2 separate regions of the Gossypium hirsutum genome follow, and region 1 is linked to region 2. Evidence: chromatin contacts called from public Hi-C data. All regions are on one chromosome and are shown on one strand. Each heading gives the region's core, a stretch centred on a gene start, on an enhancer-like site or on the middle of the called end of the contact. The rest is flanking DNA. Distances are from core to core; before and after follow the strand shown.

Region 1 (6,331 bases), core at 1,152-3,651, 210 kb after region 2:
AGGTTTATAATGGTCACTTGGAGTGTTTGATTTCATAGAAACCTCTATGTTTGGCAAGATTCAGATGTTGCCCCTGCTAGTATTATCGAGTTTGCAAACAAATATTTGCAAGATTAGAAGGACTCTCGATTGGCATTCAATCGTGTTCAAAAACATTGGAATGTGTTGAGAGGAGCTTTGAATAGATGGATTAGGCTAGATAATGGCTGGGTTAAGTGTAATACTAATGCATCTGTTAGCATCAATGATAATGCAACTACTTATGTTGTAGTTCTTCGAGATAAAACTGGCAATTTCGTAAAGGGTTATACGAGCTTCAGTCACACAAAAATGGAGCCACATATGGTGGAAGGCATGGTGATCTAAGAGGCTTTATCTTGGTTGAAATCTTTAAATTTGGATAGAGTGGTCATTCTTACTTAATCTTCATCTCCTTGTGATCAGTCGAAGTTTGGTTCTGTGATTTAGGATTGTTTTATGTTGAAATATTCTTTTTAACACTTGTCCTTTCTTTGGACCAATCGAGATTCTAATTAGGCGGTTCATCTCCTATCTCGGGTAGTCTTATCTAAAACATACCATTTCAATTGGGATTTTGTTCCCCAAAATGTCTATGACTTTATTATTTCGAAAAAGAATATTAGTACACATGAGTAAGGGCTAGTTTAGTAATGCTTCTAAGAAGTATTTTTGGGACAAAAAACACTTTTGAGATGAAGATCAAATTTTCTGCTTTTGGGTTTGGCCAATTTTTGGCATTTGAAAAGCAGTTTTTTTCTCTCAACGACATCTTGTTTAATAATGTTTTTATCTCAAAAGTGTTTTTTGTGCATCTTAGAAGCATTGCTAAGCTAACCTTAAGATAGATATAGATTTGGGTGGATAGGGTAAGGTTGTTAGCTTGGGTAAAATAATACTCCAAATTTTTGAATTATTTTTGAATAATAATATTATTATCTTTTAGTATTCTTGTATAAAATGTTTAAATAAAATAATTAAATATTAAATATTTAAAGATTAAACATGAAATTAATGAGCGCTTAATCATAAATACTTTACTACCTCAATTGTTAATAAACCTTTTATAAATATACTTTTAATATTAAACTTTTTTTTTCAATCACATGGGTGTGATATAATTTAATGTTCTCTATAATTTTTTTTCTTTGCTTTTTTTTTTCCAGCAAAATGTTATTATACAGCAAACCCCTCTTTAATGGAATGCACATACTTTTGGTTCATGATTGCTCACATGAATATTATTATTATTTATTTATAAAAGAAAACAATGAGGGCAAAAATTGAATGATATCCCTAGAATCTCATAGTTATTAATAAAATTAAAACTTAAAGTTGTTATGCTAAAAAATAAGATTCTGATGTGATTAGCATTACATCTTAACTTTTAGGATTATCAATATCTTTTTTAAGCTAAACCATGTTTTAAAAAATTTAATTTCAAAAAAATTCTCAAGACATTTTCCTTATGCAGTGCACTGCTGGAACCCACCCAAAAGCAATGTGGAGCTGGCAACCCTACAACTATTTATTATATTAATATAAAACAGCTGTGTATTTTATTTTCCCCCAATACTCTAAGAAGAAGTTATACATTAAGCTTTTAAAGTATTTATTTACTCCCAAAATTTGATTTGATTTAACTTGCTGCCTAAATTAATTCTTAGTAAATATGGTTTGTGGATATAAAAGCGAGAAATTATCTAGTGTAGTGTTGTTTCATAAGTAGATAAATCTCAATTACTATAAAATCATATGAAAAACTAAGTTATATTTTCAATTTATTCTTTGATTGATGTGCCCCTTTCGTGACTCATGTCTCCTTCCCTTTATGAGAGGTTCATCATGTGGATTTGTTGTCAAATTAAAATTGACTCTTCCCACACATTTTAATTTGAAAACCTAGATATATTATTTTTAAAAATCTATAAACATCAACCCTCAATGTTATTATCAAAAAATGTAAAATTTTGGCAGTATCACTTCATTTATGAGTATTATTAATAGCATAAAATATATTATTGTGTTATAATTCCGTAGTTATTGTTTTATTTATGATGTAATTAATTAATACAATAAAACGTAATTAGTTAATAATAATAATATAAAAATCCTTTTCTTAATTTCCAAATCCTTTGCCATAGCGTGCCGTTTCGAGGGAACTCTGTGAAAAGACCATCATTTCGCCATTTTTTCTGTTAAAAGAAATTATTTTTAAAAGCATATAATGAAAAATAAAAAAGAATCTAAAACAGTGGGACCCTTTATTTAAAGCAGACCATGGTGATTAAGCCACGTGGAGGACTGCCCATGTGGCGGAAAGTTAGGTGGTGATCAAATTGTGTGAACAGCTATTTCATTGAAGCTTCAGTTGCGTAGCTAAGGGGGGGCCGACCTTGTGCCTACGTAGAGACGCAAAAGAAGAACCAAAAGTAGCGTAAGCGCCAAAGCCATCCTTGTCTATTCCATCCAACGGCTGTCCAAAAACTTCAGCCTCCACCGTCGATCCCATCCGTCGACCCCTTTGCTGCATTTGTTTATCAGCTTTGTCCCTTAGTCTAGGCGTTGTTTTTGTTGGTTGATTTCTAAGTTGCGATTTCTTGTTACCCCTTTTTTTCTCTTTCTTTCTCTTTTTATGCTTTGCATTTTGATCCTTTGGCTACACCCCCATTGCTGATCATTGCCATTGCCATTGCCATTGCTATGGCTACAATGCTGGTGCCGCCATGGCTAGAGTCATTGCTAAGTACTGCCTTTTTCACAGTATGCAGAAGTCATGGAGATGCAGGTAGGAGTGAATGCAACATGTATTGTTTAGACTGTAAAGGAGATTCATTTTGCTTTTATTGCCGTTCTTCTAAACACAAAGATCATCAAGTAATTCAGGTAATGCTCCAAATTTGGTATCTCATTTCCATGATGTAAAAATAAAACATAAAAAAGAACCATGTTCTGAACACGAACTAGTTTGTGTTTTGTCAGATAAGGAGATCATCATATCATGATGTAGTGAGGGTTACAGAGGTTCAGAAAGTGTTGGATATAAGTGGGGTACAAACTTATGTGATAAATAGTGCCAGGGTTCTATTCTTGAATGAAAGGCCTCAACCAAAATCTGGGAAATTAGGAGTTTCTCATTTATGTGAAATCTGTGGAAGAACACTCTTGGACCCTTTTCGTTTTTGCTCATTGGGTTGTAAGGTTAGCATAAATTAATCCCCCTTAATCTTCTCCATTTTGCATCGCATTATCATCAACATATATCCCTCATTACATGCATATATATAGACATTACCATCACAGCTACCACACACCACATCGATCATCATTATCAATTTCTCACTATAGATGCTTGGATTGAGTAAACAACACAATGGGTTTTTAATCTCATTCGTAATATTAACTTAGCAGCTTGTAGGAATAAAGAGGAATATTGGGAATGCAAGTTTTAACATAGAAGAAGAAGGCATAATAATATCGAAGGAAGAAGAAGAAGAAGAAATGCGTGAAGGGTCACAACGAGACATTAACCCTTCGACGCCTCCCCCACCTCCTTCAAATGCAAGGCGAAGAAAAGGAATTCCTCACCGAGCACCGTTTGGGTCCTAGAACCCAACTACTATCAACTATTTTATATATACCAAATATTCCTTTAATTACTTAACCTTATATTTTCCTTTTGTTTTTTTTTTCAAAAGAGAGGGTACATTACACTTATTTTGGGGTTTTTAATTTGTAAAATTTTCCTAACTAAAGGGAGATGTTAGGGTATTTTAATTTGGTTAGGAAGTCCCAGTAATAAAAACAAAAGGGCAAGTGAGTTTTGGCTTTTTGGAATTGGGGAATTGGGTCCCATTTTACAACAATTTCTTCTATATAAATATTGTAAAGAAGGTCAATAATGTCAAGGATTTAGAAACGTTAATTATTGATAGTTGCAAGGTGCACATTGTAATTATCATGAAATTTAAGGGGATAAAAGAACGCCCAAGTCTTTGTGGAATCCCATTTTTTTGTTTTTATAGTTTTCATGGCTCCACCAACCCACATGGGCCGTTCACATAAAGAAACAAACTTTCTTTTTCTTTTTTATCCTTTCTTTAGTTTGTTAGTTCGTGAAATGGCTAATCAACGTTTCTTTTTAATTTTCCATTTTGTGAATCCATTCGATGTTTTTGTGGTTACTCCTTTTTATCACTCTTTTTTCTTTTCTTTTTCTTTTCACTTCAATAAGTTTTTTTCTTATACAAAAAAACTTCTACAAGATTTACAAAAGGGAGCTATAAGAAAATGTCAAATTTGGAAAAGGTAAAACAAAAATATACAGAAAAATAAAGATGGTTAAATGTTTAATGGACATTATGGAACCTCATCCATTGTCATTGTGCAACCTCCACCATTCTCATTCACAACTATGATTTTTTAAAAAAATATATTTTTAAAAAGTTTGATGTTGCTGTTAAAAAGGTTTTTTTTTAAATAATGATAAATTATTTAGTATATTGTTAATGGAGTTTTTAGTTTTAATAAATAGAGTAAAAGTGTTGATGAGTGTTCTATAAAGTATAGTAAAATATTAAAAATATATTTTTTAAAAAAAGAACCACATGACAATTTTTTAAAGCTGCTTGTATAATAAAACAAAAGTACATTGTCAATGTACCAAAAACTAGGGTTGAGCAAAAAAATCAACCAAACAAAAAATCGACCCGAACCGAGATATTTGGATTGTTTATGGAATGCAAGTTCAAAAATTACGGTTACCCATAACCAAATCAAATTCTAGTTTTTATTAATATATAATTAATTTTATTTTTTATTATCTAAAAACAAAATTTTACATTTAAAATAATTTAAAAATTCTTGAAAATTCTTGTTTTTTAGAAATAGTTATGAAAAAAGACCTTAAAATTTTGTGAAATAATATTCAAAAGCCATAAAGCAAAGCTCATTTTATCAAAATAAGTCTAAAAACCAAAACAAAAATTTAATATGGAAAAATAAAGAATAGAACCAAGTCGAATCATATTATGATGGATAATTCAAGAAATTTAAAAAACCCAACCGAGTCGAACGGATATCACCCCTACCAAATACTAACCCAAAAGTGAATCGTCTATGTTAAACATAATGTTGTAATATAGAAAATTTGCATTAAATGATATTCAAATTCATTAATATTATAATATATGGAATATATCAACTTAAATTAGTATAAAAATAAAAATACTTTATTATAATTCATCAATATTTTAATATATAAAATATAAGTTTTAAATATTTTTTAAACAATCAATATAAAATTTAATTTAAATATATAACTTATATTTTAGATATTAAAATTACATAACTTTAAAAATTATATATTTTTAAAAAATTAAAAGGAAAATGAAAGGAACCCACTTTTGTTGAATCATAAATGAGGATAATAGAAATCAAAACTTATTTTTCAAAAACCAAAAGTTATAAATTGTAGTTTTTAAAAAATACTTTCCAATTTGAAAAACACTTCTCATTTCAAAAGTATTGTTTAGCATTACTTATGTATTGAAAAGTGTCTTTTTAAAAACAATACTAAACGTAACCTTAATAATATAAATTATAGCTACCGAAGCCTTATCTTAAAAGGTAAAGTTGAATTTTGTTATACCCTATGTAGTGAACCTCTGAGAGCACCCATAGAGAGTTTGACACATGTCTCCTAATGGAACCAATGATACCGCAGACCAACAACTAGTTTGCGGACCTTGTAAATGGTTCGTGAACCATAACTTAGCGAACTTCAAAACTATGTATCTTTGCTAAAGCTATATAAGGACCACGTGAAGCCCCAGAGTAATTGATTGCTAATCATCCTAACATGTCTCATCCTAGGACGCCATATCACCGTCACTACCAAAGGCATCAAATAAGACTTCCACATCAACAACCTAAGGACAAGTAGCTAAGTTTGTCCCCCACTATAAAAGTGTCATGCAAAAAGTTCATGTGAGTCTCTCTCTTATATTCACTCTCCCTTTGTAGAATCTTTGAACTCTCTTTACAAAACCATGATTTCCTTCCAACCTTTAGACTCTTTCTATTAATTCCACCTTCATCTTCTTCCTTTGTTCACCTCATTATTTAACAATTGGTGTAGTGAGAATGGATAGGCATGCCATATTTAGGTACCAATGATCCTCCTAGTACTGAGTTTGACCCCACTAATGATCAAGTGGCAGACCCCATTGGTCATAATACTGGAGAAAATATGGAGCAGGCTAGGAAATCGAACAAGGATTCATTGCATGCTCGTTAACAATATCCCTCACAA
Region 2 (6,795 bases), core at 2,237-4,736:
AATGTGGCCTTTCTGAAGGCCTCTGTAAGTTGAAGCTGTTAGATGCACTGCTACCTGGCGTTGAAGGCCGGGAAGAATTTGTGGAGCTAACACCAGGAGGAGGATACCAAGAATGTGAAGAACCCTCTTGTGGACGTGGCTGAGCTTGTTGCTCCTGTGAACCCCTGCATCATGATCAAAATTTTAGTGCAACCAAATATAAATGTCACAAAGCATGTGAGTGAAAAAAATAAAAAACTCCAGCTGAAGTTAGAAATATCGCTATCAAGTTTTAACTTTTGATCATTACTGCACAAGTACAACTACAACACAACTTTAGTGGCTTCACAGCATTTAGAAATGCCATTTTCTCATTTGACATTGTTGCTATTGCAGCAATTCGAAAAACGTTGGTCCAAGTGCACTTAAGATTGTATTTTCCTCTGATTTAAGGGTTTGGGATTTTGAGTAGTAGTAGTAGGAATGGTATTAAACAATGATACAATTTATTGACCATTTGACAGAGTTACCCCTATTGAGATAATCCAACATAAGGCGCATATACTGCCGGAGCATATTAAAACGACAGAGTAATAGCACCAAAAACGCATGAAGCATGTCCACAGTTGCCCTCACATGATGAGCAATTAAGAGATGCTCTATGTAAACCCAACTTCATGAAACATGTCCACAATTTAGACTTGCCCTAACATGATGAGCAATTAAGAGATGCTCTATGTAAAACCAGCATCATGAAACATGTCTACACTTTAGACTTGCCCTACCATGATGAGCAATTAAGATGTGCTCATCTGAAATCCAACTTCATGAAAATAGATATTACCGACTAAATCCCACATTTATTCTATTTCATACAACAGCCAAAAGGAGGAAGAAGAGCGGACACTTTTGGTTTAGCTGCAGTTTCTGAAACATGTTTATCACTTTAAAAAAAATATAATAACCCAGCTTTCCTTTAGCACAAATTTTAGTTTCTTTGATGATCGAACAGCCTCTTAATACGCCCAAAAGGAAGGAAACGGTGATTCTAAAAATACAATACACATTAAAATTCCAAAGAAAAAAGAATTAATAGGAAACAAATTTCCCAAAATCCAGCAAACCCACAATTATATTAATAAAAAGAAATTCTGAAGAAAGTTCGATCGAAGTCACAAATCCAAGTGAAATTAGTCAAATTCGCAGGCAATTTATATAAGAAACCCCCCCCCCTCAAAATAAGGCTGAATCGGAAAAAAAACGAAATAATAGAATCCAATAATCCAAATAAATCAAGAGAGATTAAAGAGGTAACAAAGAAAACATACCAGAACCTGAACATAGCTCGCAAGCGGGTGGCTTGTTGATCGTTGGATAATCAATCAACCCAATAAATAGAAACCAAAAAAAAAATGAAAAACAGCGTTAGAGTCGTAGACGAAGAAAAGATTATTTGTTCCTTACAGAGTAAGAAAATATTATTTCGGATTTTTAATTAAAAAGAAACTGAGTCTAAGAGATTATATTTAAGGAGGTCTAAAATCAACGAGACAAAAGTTTTTTTAGTTCTTAAAAAAAAAAAAAGTTTTAGGTACATTTGGTGGGTTATTATTGGTTTTGGACACCGACGATGAAGCATCTGAGTAGAAGAAACTTGTTGAAAAACAATTAATCTTAAAATATGTTATAAATTTAAAATTTATATTTAGAAAACTTTTTTTTTGAAAATTAATAACAGAACAACGAACACGATTAGTACGGTTTGAACTCAAGTCACATTGAGACAATAGCACCTTTAATCATTAGGTCATCATATGAGTTCTTAATTTTAAAAATTTAATCTATTTAATTTTAAAATTTTAAAATTCAGGTCGAATTGTTAACACTATATTTTTTATACTAACAAAAAAAATAACAGTATTAATAACTAGATGTAAATTCAAAAATATAAAAAAATAAAATAAAAAAACTTAAAATGATTAAATTTTAAATTTATAAAAATTACAATAACCTATTACATCTTTTAAAAAAAAATTGGAAAATTCAGAAAAAGAAACTTTCTTTTAAGCTTTAATGGGATCGGATCATCATCTTCTGATTTCATTAATGTATAATTTGACTAATATATTAAAAAAGTTCCTTATTGTTTAATTTAACTCTTATATTATTTTTTGTAGTTAAATAAATTCCATGATTCTTTTACTTATAGAAGTTCTTTTGAAATTTTAAATTAATTTATGTTTTATGCGAATGTGAATTTAATGAGAATAATTTATTAAATAAAAATAAAATTTTTGAAAGGAAATTAAAAATTTTTTTAGAATGCTTATATACATAATACAATTAATTTTTTTTTAAAATACTTATCTTTTAAGTTTTATATTAATATTAAAAGTGAATATAATTTTTATTGTATGCTCAAATATTTTGTTTCTGTTAATATTCTTCGAAGAAATATATGAGAATGTAGTAATGAATTCTATCATTACAGATAGAAAATATTTATCTTATTCAGTACTGAAACAAACAAATATTATTACAATATTTGATAATACAAAATTAGTTGAAAGCTTTAGAAAAGCTAATATATCAATATTGAAAAAGTACAAAATTTGTGATGATTAATCCATTAGTTTTCAAATATATTCACTATTATGGATATCATATTGAAATTGTGAATAAGAAAAATATTATATTTTATATGAATCAATGGAGGATTGAGTTATTGATTACTCTTGTTATTAAATTGAATTAACTTTGTAATGAGCCAAAATTACCCGACCCAAGTCACTAAATAACAAACCCAATACAAACCCCAAACTAACCCAAAACCTTAAGCCCAATACTATGGCCCAAAGTTTTTTTCCAGAAACAGCAAACCCTAGCACTTAGGCACTCCCTTTGGCCGGCGCCGCCTCCACCCTCACACCACACCCGCATTTCGCGCCTCCACGTTCGCTCCATGTAGGTGTTACGCTCGCGCCTCCATACCTACGAAAAAATAGGAAGCAGTACCAGAAAGTGCAACGAAATAGGAGTAAGTTGTTTTGTTTTTTTTCCTTTTCAGCTATAAAGGCCGAAACAAAATCATTGTAAAAGGGGAGACGAAATACAAAAGATACATAAAATTTCATTCTTTTCGTTTTTTTATTTCTTTCCATACATACGAAAATATAAAAAAGGAAAAGGAGAAAGATCTTACCTGAACCCACCGACGTGGCCCGGAGAAGCCCTCTCTAAAATCGAAGCTTGGCTCAAAATGGCGGTTGAGCTGCTTCTCTTTGATCTGTCGAAGAACAAGGGGTGGTTCAAAGATGGAATATCCTTTGTTTTTAAGCAGTAAATGAGTTTTAATGATTTTTTTTTTGGTTAAAAAAGAAACAAATCAAACGGCGCTCTAAATGGGTGAATTTGTGCATTTTCACCCTAAATGGGTAAATTTCACAACTGGTTCCTCGTTTTTGTGTCCTCATTTGATTAGGCCATTTTTGTATGACTTTCGTTTTTTCAAATCTTCCCTGGGATTTATGCACCGTTACAGTTTGGTCAACGTTGAAGCGCTGCGTTCAAGAATCTGGGTTAATTGTGCTTTTAATTCCTTTTTGTTTGTATGCGTTATGTTAAAATCCTTAATTCTGTTTTATTACTTTTGTTTATTTGTAAATTGTCCTTTTAATTTTATTTTTATTTCAATTGGTTTTTTTTTGTTTTTTTTATCATCAGCTTGTGTTTTTTACTCCTTTTATTTTTAAAATTTATTTATTATTCATCCTTTAGAGATTGTTTTAACATATCATCTTGAATTGTCTTCTTGATTTTGCACTGTTCTAGTTTGTCATTTTATACATTCATTTTCGTTTTTTTTTCAATTGTTTTATTTTACTATTTTTTTAAATCTTCCTTTATATTCTTCTATGTTTTAAAGATTTACATGACATTTAATTTAATGCTATTATACATACATTTACATAATTATTTTTTATTCAAAATATATATTATTGATTTCATATTATTTTATGTAAATATTTTCTTTTAAATGTATTTACGTGTATATATATATGTATATATATCTTCCTTTAAATCTATTTATATATATAATTTCTTTCTTTAAAGGACCCTATCATAAATTATATATTTCATTTATTTTAAAAACTTTCATATATTAGTATTTATATATATACTTTATTTACACTGAATTTTTTTTATTTCATGTATATCATTTATTTAGATTAACATATATTGTTGCATATATCACTTACTATTTTTTTATTATTTATTTTGAGATTTTGTTTATATGTTACTATTTCATATATTATTTATGTTTATTTTTTATCTATTTCAAACTTTCATATATATTACTTACTTCAAGATTTTTATATATAATTGTTTGTTTGCATATTGATGATTCCAAATTTCATTTCTTGTATATCATTCATTTGTTTATTTATTTTAAGGCTTGTTGCATGTTATTTAAGCTTGATATTTCATTAAAATTTACTTTTAATTCATTAGCCTTCGAATATTAATGTCGGCATTTGTATGATGTATGATATGTCGCCATCGTATGCACCCAAACTCGTTCCTTTCAAATTTCATATTACGGTTATTTAATTTTATAATATTTAATCTGTATTCCATGTTTGTAACTTTGTTTTTTTATATCATAGCATCAGGACTCAAATTCCAACGTTTTAATTGGTATTGGTCGGCTCATTCCTATTCTTAACCATTTGGAGCCAGTTTTTAAATTGATTATTTGAAAGTTTTTCAAAATAAGGCAATATTTCGTGTTTGGGAGTTCGAGAAATCGTGCCATACCTTGCTGGGTTTCGATTTTTTGTTCAACCGAATAACTGAATATCCTTTTGAAATTTCATCCATGTTTTCTTAAAATGAGGCAATATTTTGTGTTTGAAAATTCGAGAAATCATGCCCAATCGTGCTGGGTTTCGACTTATCGTTTGACCAGATAGCCAAATATCCTTTTGAAATTTCAAATGCATGAGTTTTGGAAATTATAAGATGATCTTGTATCGAGGGTTTGAAATATTGTGTCCTATCGTGCTGGATATGATATTTTATTCCTTCTAAGCGAGAGAATCTCAATATCTAATTCTAGTTATCCAAACGTTTTAAAGGAATTGTATTTTAAAATCTTTTTCAAATTTTCAACATTAGGACGTTAATTGTTTTAATAAACCGAAATGCTTTATTAAAATGATTGATCACAAAGTGACCTGATCACACCTAAACAAAAAGGACTGGTGGCGACTCCATTTTCATTTTAAAGTCGACATTCGTTTTTCAAAATAAAAAAATAGTTTCGACAGCTTGGCAACTCCACTGGGGATGAATAAGAGAGTCAAACCGTAAAATTTATTATTTTTTGTCCTTTTTTCAAAAAATAAAAAATTTAATTTAAAAAAAATCCTGCTTCTTTTGTTGCATTTGTTAGTGTTATGTTATATGTTTGTTGCGATTAGAGACATATAGGATATTCCTGCATGATGTTGCATGACTGTTATGGTCACACCTTTTAAGTGAGAGTGAGAAACTATTTCCTTCGTGAGGTTTTCACCTCCGTGCAGGATAGTGGATCGCTTTCGGGATACGTCCATACCTATGTCTTCGTGAGGTTTTCACCTCCGTGCAGCCATAGGGAAATGTATTCCCTTGAACTGAACTTGGTCCACATGAGCCTATAATGGGTGAGGATCGAGGAATCTGCTTGTTTGGGTACCTCTACTTTAGAACCAAACTGCATATAGCGAGCCTTAAGAGCCCAACCCTAGGTAGAGCCACTCCAAACCCTAGCGGTTACCCAAGTAGGTGTCCTATATTGTTTTTTCCTCCTATGCGAACATGTTTTGTTTTGTTTATGACTGCATTGTATTACATCATCATAGAAATGAGGTGTTTGATTCATATTTGATTGCTAAATAGAACAGTTTGTCATGAGAAAACGAATTTCTTGATAAAGTGGATTATAATACGGTTGTCTGAATATAGTCTAAGTAAACACAGCCGAATAAGGCTAATAGTTCGTGGAGGAAAACAAGACTTTACCTGAGGATTCAAGTCAATAAAGATTATTCGAGAGTAGTCACGTCCTGAATTTTTTAGAGGAGCTAACAAGCATCGCGAGGATAAGTGAGTAATAAGTCGTGGCCCGGATTAAGCAAAAAGGAGCTGAGGATTGGTCACAAGGTGACCCGATCACACCTAAACAAAAAGGATTGGTGGTGACTCCATTTTCGTTTTAAAGTCGACCTCCGTTTTTCAAAATTAAAAAATGGTTTCGACAAACTGTAACTATTTTTGCGATCTTCTTTTGTTATCATCCCCATTAAGGGATTGAAAGCAAAATATTTGACTGTGAAAGATCTACTTATGGGCAATAGAATATGACAATTCTATCTAAAGCTCATTATGGTTGGATGCACCTGAAGTTACAATTTTTTTTAAAAAAACTGTGAGTATAACTCTACAGTATTCAGAATAAGTTCTCAATTGAAATTACATGGAAAAATATTATTGATGAGAACTTGCAAGAAAGAAAACTTATGTATGAAAAGTCATTGATTATGTATCTATTGTACACCTAGAAAATAATATCCACTCTCAAAGTTTGTTATTAATAGATTTTGATTGGATTTAAAGTCTATTACTGGAGTTTAATTTGCTTACTTCTTGATAAAATCATCAAGACTCAATATAGGAAAAAATATTTTGGCATATTCCCTAAAATTAATATTGCATATAATTGTTTGGAAATTATATTTATTTTGTTAACTTAGTGACATTATAAACTTCGCA

Evidence for each region. Hi-C and Micro-C count contacts between places; a contact is called where the count stands out from the background.
Region 1: a contact with region 2 is called in a Hi-C map of hypocotyl, with 2.0 times the contacts expected there. The contact joins the promoter of LOC107948132 here to the promoter of LOC107931520 in region 2. A contact is called at or near these places in 4 of 34 Hi-C or Micro-C datasets (anther, hypocotyl and leaf).

What each region holds. Positions count from the first base shown.
Region 1 is chrA04:63,350,318-63,356,648 of Gossypium_hirsutum_v2.1, forward strand. It overlaps LOC107948132 (protein RGF1 INDUCIBLE TRANSCRIPTION FACTOR 1), which reads left to right and starts at 2,402. Exons shown (of 3, transcript XM_016882599.2): 1 at 2,402-2,904; 2 at 3,001-3,219; 3 at 3,430-4,168. The coding sequence starts at 2,722. The coding sequence ends at 3,627.
Region 2 is chrA04:63,142,589-63,149,383 of Gossypium_hirsutum_v2.1, forward strand. It overlaps LOC107931520 (vacuolar protein-sorting-associated protein 37 homolog 1), which reads right to left and starts at 3,487. Exons shown (of 8, transcript XM_016863430.2): 1 at 3,182-3,487; 2 at 1,308-2,970; 3 at 1-164. The coding sequence starts at 1,321.